2 separate regions of the Xenopus laevis genome follow, and region 2 is linked to region 1. A link is a contact called in public Hi-C data. All regions are on one chromosome and are shown on one strand. The core of a region is the stretch at or near the end of the contact, and the rest is flanking DNA. Distances in the headings are between cores, read along the strand shown. Region 1 has its middle 17 kb from the start of h2ax.2.S. Region 2 holds the start of phldb1.S (pleckstrin homology-like domain, family B, member 1 S homeolog).

What was found. Hi-C and Micro-C count contacts between places; a contact is called where the count stands out from the background.
Region 2: a Hi-C map of the XL177 cell line shows a contact between it and region 1, with 1.9 times the contacts expected there. The contact joins the promoter of phldb1.S here to the enhancer-like site in region 1. A contact is called at or near these places in 2 of 4 Hi-C or Micro-C datasets (the XL177 cell line and the XTC cell line).

The regions. Positions count from the first base shown.
Region 1 is chr7S:70,089,561-70,092,720 of Xenopus_laevis_v10.1, forward strand. No RefSeq gene overlaps it. Among protein-coding and RNA genes, the nearest start is that of h2ax.2.S, 17 kb to the left of the region's middle. Within about 2 kb of position 1,416, at least 1 of the 7 cell types and tissues checked has an H3K27ac peak or open chromatin away from gene starts, as enhancers often do.
Region 2 is chr7S:70,153,050-70,156,209 of Xenopus_laevis_v10.1, forward strand. phldb1.S (pleckstrin homology-like domain, family B, member 1 S homeolog) reads left to right here and starts at 1,713. Exons shown (of 15, transcript NM_001096127.2): 1 at 1,713-1,891. The coding sequence starts at 1,802.

The DNA of each region.
Region 1 (3,160 bases), core at 166-2,665:
GATATGGAACACAGGTGAACCTTTGAACTCAGTTTATTAAGGAATTATCAAGAATAAATAGTTACAGGAAGAATAAAGATTACAGGAAGACTATTTCCCATAGAGCCAATTTTAAGCAAATACAGATATAGGCTCTATTAACATATGAAGTGGAAAGAGGGGGGGATTGGCCGCTCCAGACTCACCTCCTGTGTGTATAATTAATACAGCTCCATTCTGCTCTATCGGGTGCTCAACCACCAGTGCTCTCACTGTAATCAGACTTGCAAAAAAATTGGAAAGGCGGCACTCCGATTAAAAAGAAAGAGGTGGTTTATTTCAACAGGTCAGAGACTGACATCGCCTGACGCGTTTTGGGAGCAACTCCCTTAATTATAGCCTATGATTAAGGGAGTTGCTCCCGAAACGCGTCAGGCGGCACTCCGATTATAAAGAAAAAGGTGGTTTATAGGCTCTATTTTCCAGAATTCTTGGGACCTGTGGTTTCCAGCTAAGGAATCTTTCCATAACCATATCTGAAGTCTGCTTAAAATGATTTAAACGTTAAAAAAAACCAATAGGATTGTTTTGACACCAATATGGATTTATGCAGCTTAGTTAATATGAAGTTCAAGGGATTACTTTATTATCACAGAAATAAGGGAAATAATGTAGCTCACCTGGAGGGCAACCACAGACTATATAATCCTTCCTGGGGGGCTGTGCTCCCCAGGTACTAAAGACAACCATGTTTCCAGTCCCAGTTCAAAAATTGTCATTGCTGCATAAAGTCAGTTAATTTGCATTTTGGGAATTAGAGCCACAGTACTCCATACAATATGTTTGTGGTTTGTTTCTAAACAGCCATAGCAATGTTTCCAAGGACTCATCCTCATATTAGGTAAACAAAGCTGCTTGTACACGTGCATCTATCATGGGAACACAGTTGTAAGGGGCCCTTCCACCCAGAATCGTATTCTGATCATATATGTATTGTTAGAGTAGTGCAAGATCTTTGTTCCTTTCTTTGCATCAAAAGAGACTTCCAAATGAAGGCTAGGTTACAGAGGGATCTTCGATGAGACCATGATCTTCCATGAGAGGCAGGTTTAATGATGACAGACCAAGGATTAGACACAGGTAAAAAACACCCCCCCCCACACACACACACACACAAACAAACACACCCAATTGCCAATTGTCTTTCAAAAATGAATGCCATTTTCAAATGCTGGTGCTTTTCATTTTGTTGAGCACTGTGCTACCAAAAACTTCCCACTAGATGGCGAGATGAGTCCAGGATACACCTATTGTAAGGAAATACCCATATGATAACATGATTTAGCCTTTTGCTAGGAAGAAACTACTCCCATGGGCTTATTTGGAAATCAGCTTAAAGGAACAGTAACACCAGTGATCCCCAATCAATAGCTCGCTAGCAACATGTTGCTCACCAACCCCTTGGATGTTGCTCCCAGTGCCTCAAAGCATGTGCTTATTTTTGAATTCCAGGCTTGGAGGCAAGATTTGGTTGCATAAAAAACAGGTGTACTACCAAACAGAGCCACTTGTAGGCTGCCAGTCCACATAGGGGCCACCAAATAGCCAATTACAGCCCTTATTTTGGCACCCCAGGAAGTTTTTGCATGCCTGTGTTGCTCCCCAACTCTTTTTATTTTTGAATGTGGCTCACGGGTAAAGAAGTTTGGGGACCCCTGAGTAACACCAACAACTGAAAGTGTATTCAATTATTTAAAATATAATGCAGTGTTGGCCTGCACTGGTAAAACTGGTGTGTTTGCTTCAGCAACTGTACTATAGTATATATCAGTGGTCCCCAACCAGTAGCTCGCGAGCAACATGTTGCTCACCAACCCCTTGGATGTTGCTCCAGTGGCGCCAAAGCAGGAGCTTATTTTTGAATTCCAGGCTTGGAGGCAAGTTTTTGTTGCATAAAAATCAGGTGTACTGCCAAACAGAGCCTCTTGTAGGCTACCAGACCACATAGGGGCTACCAAACAGCCAATAATAGCCCTTATTTGACATCCCCATAGACAAACGTTTCCATGCTTGTGTTGCTCTCCAACTCATTTTTACATTTATATGTGGCTCACGAGTTAAAAAGGTTGGGGACCCCTGGTATATATAAACAAGCTGCTGGGTAGCTGTGGGGGCAGCCATTCAAAGTTGAAAAATAAGAAAAGGCACAGGTTACGCAGCTAATAAGCCCTGTAGTATACAATGCGATTCTACATAGCTTATCTGTTATCTGTTATTTGTCATGTGCTTGAATAGCTGCCCCGTGGCTACAAAGCAGCTTGTTTATATAAACTATAATAGTCTTTTTGAAGCAAACAACCCAGTTTTACCAGTGCAGGGCAACACTTCATTATTTATTCATTACTTAAAACACTTTGATGTTACATAATGACACACAAGACAATTAGTTGCTGCGTTTTTTAAAACTGGATTAAAATCCCTATTGTATGGATTTTACGGCTACTCGCTCAAAAAAAAAAGGTCTGGCAGCGACTTTGAGAAACAGCAGCTTGAAATAGCACTGTGTATTTTTCTTGTGGTTACTTGTATCTCTTTGGATGGGAGGGAAACTGTGGCGATCAGTCGCTGCGAGTTTTAAAAACCCAGATCGCAGCAACTGATCGCCAAAGTTTCCCTCCCATCCAAAGAAATACAAGCCAACATGGATAAAATACACAGTGCTATTCTGGAGCTGCTGTTGCTCCAAGTCACCCCATATGTCTTTGCCCTAACATCAGGCAATTATTGCCTGGAAAAGTAGACCACACAAATTACAGCAAGAGATTAATACAGAAGTGAACCGAGCACTTTGGTGCCATGTTTGTAATCACCTGGCACGTCAATGCCCTTATATGAAAAAATTGGGTTGAATGTGATACCTTTTGTTGTAGTACTATGGACAAACTGACAGGAATGCTCTGTGTTTGCACCAAACCAATGAGCTGGTGGAACTGCAGTGGGGACACCAATGGTGGAAATATTGCAGAAGAGGGTGCAACGATGGTGAAGTGTCTGGCACAGCTGGTGAATCTGCAGCACATGAAAGACTGAGAGAGAGCTGTGGGGGCACTGCTGTTGGAAGTGAGGCTGAAGACGGGGCACTGCTGCTGGAGATGCAGCTGAAGATGGAGCATCACTGGTG
Region 2 (3,160 bases), core at 463-2,962, 64 kb after region 1:
TTGGGTACAGGCAGATGCCGACAGATTTTGGCACCAAAATGCAAAATCTCAAATTTAGGCACTGAGATCTGCCATGTTTGCCTGCACCCAAGCTGAGGCAATGTATCTGAGTCCAGGCTCATTAAGCAGGGGAGGAGCAGCAGAAGAGCAGATTATTGGGTCCCGTTTCTCCACAGGCCAATATCTGCAAACATCTGGTCCTAGCCAAATGTTGCTGGACAAAACACAGTCAGGGGAATGTAATTAAATCTCGCAATGCAATATTGTTCCTTAAACTGTTATTACATTGCGAATTTTTGCGTATTGCGAATTTTAATTGCGCACTCTTACGAAGTGCTTGAAAGTGTCATAATCTTTTGGAGCAAACATAACGACTTTTTCAGTAAGAAGTTTTATTACATTTACTGCGCATTGGCGCAAACTATAAAATTTGCAAATGGTCTTCCAGTGTCGGAAGTGGTCGCTAAAACAAAAGCTATATTAATTTAGCACAAAGCAAAATTTGTTCGCCCAGAGGCATAACTTTTATTACATTCCCCCGAGTATGTTAGCAAATTTGACTGCTAAAATATTCAGGGGGGTCGCCTGTGAATGCAGTACTTGAATTTTTTTTAGGAAGCTATCAGCAATAGTTCTCTGCAGTTTGTTATCTGCATTTTTCTAGAAAAAGCTTCTGGTTGATATCATTTTTTAATGACATATAACTGCCCACAAATTCATTAGACACGGCAAAAAACAAAGCACAGAGCCATTTAGAGATTGAAAAAAAAAGAAACATTTGCTTTAGTTATACGACAGCTGAGAGGCTGACCTTGGATATCCCTGTTCTGAATAAAGGAGCACAGTTGGTAGACTGAGTCTTAGTTGTGTTGGGCCAGTTGGAAGATACAATTCGCTATCATATAAAATTGAAAACAGAACTTGCTTCATTGATTTTTCTTCAAAAACAAAAGTAACCATTGCAGCCCAGGTTTAATTCTCAGATGCATGCATTATGTCAAATTCATTTGATTATTTATTGAAAATGTGTTTTCTGCATACTATATATAACCATACAAGTGTCCTGCTATGTAGGGCTGTATTTACTATATAGTTACCTGTGGGCCCCTGACTAGCGTGTCAGCGTTAGGGAGGCGGTTGCCTACTAGGTGGCTGTATGGGATAAAACACCTTTTTTGCCAATTCACCCTCACTGGATTTTAAACACAAGTATCTGATGGGAGGCTGGAGGCAATGTTTTTCTTCTAGAGTTTAGTGTTTTCCTTTTGTTTTAGCTTTTCCAGCTGAGGAAGAGGGGAGTACACTGCTCTTCTGCATTTGACTCTTGCACAGGATAGTCTTATACTAAACAGTACATGTTTTTTTGGGGGAGGGGTCTACACCCCTCTTTGACAGGTTTGGTGAAGCCTCCCTCATTCGGATGTTTCATACTTCTCACATCCAATATACGCTGGAGTAATTATTATTTTGGAGACATTTATGTTGCTTGGGGATAACAGATATGACCAGAAAATGACAAAAATTTGCTTTTGGGATTTTGAAGGGTTATTGTACTCTAATGGCTAATATTTTCAGAATGGGTATGTGCTTATACTGTGCCAGGAGACCAGTGTGAATTATATAGTGTTTGCTGAAGAGGTTAAATTCATCGCCCTACCCTAAATCTTGTCAGTCAGCTGGCTTGGGGAGGGGTGTAGATAGAGATCTGTAAAGTTTTTTTGAGGCACACAGCTGCTCTGATTTAATTCCAAGGGGTCTGTATGTAGAATGGATCTGCAGCCATTCCTGTCTCCCCTCCGACATGACACCCATGGATGATGTGTGGTTTTATCTGCTAAACCTAGCACGAAGGGGCTTGGAAAGCAAGAGGGTGTCTGGGATCAGCAAAGAGGTATAAAATAGTCAAATGCTCTCAAGGAGTCAGACTGTATCATATCAAATGAAGACAAATGTTTTTTGTATGCTCTTTATTGCCAGAGAAATATAAAATGTGGTAATCGGGTTGCAATCAGTATTATTTTCACTTTAAATGAAAATGTCTATTAGTGGCTTCTGGCAGTTTCATTGGAATCTTGTAAACAGAGCAGTCCACATCCCTCATATTAGCACATCATTAATCATTTGTTTTTGGACACATTTCTTTTATTAGATCTTTTAAAATGTGTACAAAAGGTGACTTTCCTGCAGCTATAAACAATGCCTGTAATAGGACCATGTGATTTGTTTTTTTAATGGAGCCTGGTACATGGTCAGTAGTTAGATTCAGCACATGCTACTGATCCTGATGCAGGAGGCCCTTTCCTGTAGTGGTTGTCAGATTTTTTGTAGTAAACAAATTTACACATCTAGAATATAGAAATTGAAAAAAATAATTAAACAAAAAATGTATTGCATTTAATTTTTTCAGAAGTTGGCTCTTAAGTCACATGACTTAAAAGTTTCAAATTTGGTTTGGTGAACAGATTTTGATCAAATCATGCAACTAGTGGCTGCATCCTGGATTCAGTACATACCTATTTTTGTTTTTGGCTGTGTTAAATTGCTAAGTAAAACCAAGTAAGTATTTTTCAATTGTAATCATAATTGAACTTTATTTCCTATAATTCCAGTATAATTGCATCTGGCACGTCAGTGAATTGAACATATTTGAGTATAATTGTCCCTACTTTATAAGTTGCTGAACTTCAGTTGCTTGCAGTGCAAGTCAGGCAACATTAAGTGGCTATAGGAGCAGCAGTTTTGATTACAGGGTTTTCTTGCATAAATTTGCTCTGTACATAATGCCCTAAGGTGTACACAGCCCACAATTTGATAAGTTGTTTGTGCATCTGCTCCTAATAAAATAAATGAGCCAGTTACCTAACTACCCTCTTCCTCTTGCAGACAAGTGGTTTCCTTACCGTGTTTGCTGCGGCATGATCTCTGGCAGGTCCCGAGGGGTAGTGGGTCCGGGTGCAATTGCACCCCTGCTCTCCCGGTAGTTACACCACTGAAATGATCTTTATGTTATGGGTACACCAAATACAGGATTTCATCTGGCATTCATCTGAATTACAGCACATTTTGCAGGATTCAGATTTAGCCAACTCCTTAGTCTGGATTCAGTTCAGCGGAACACTTACCCCCATGAATTTTGGAAGGCACTACTTGTGCCCAGGTG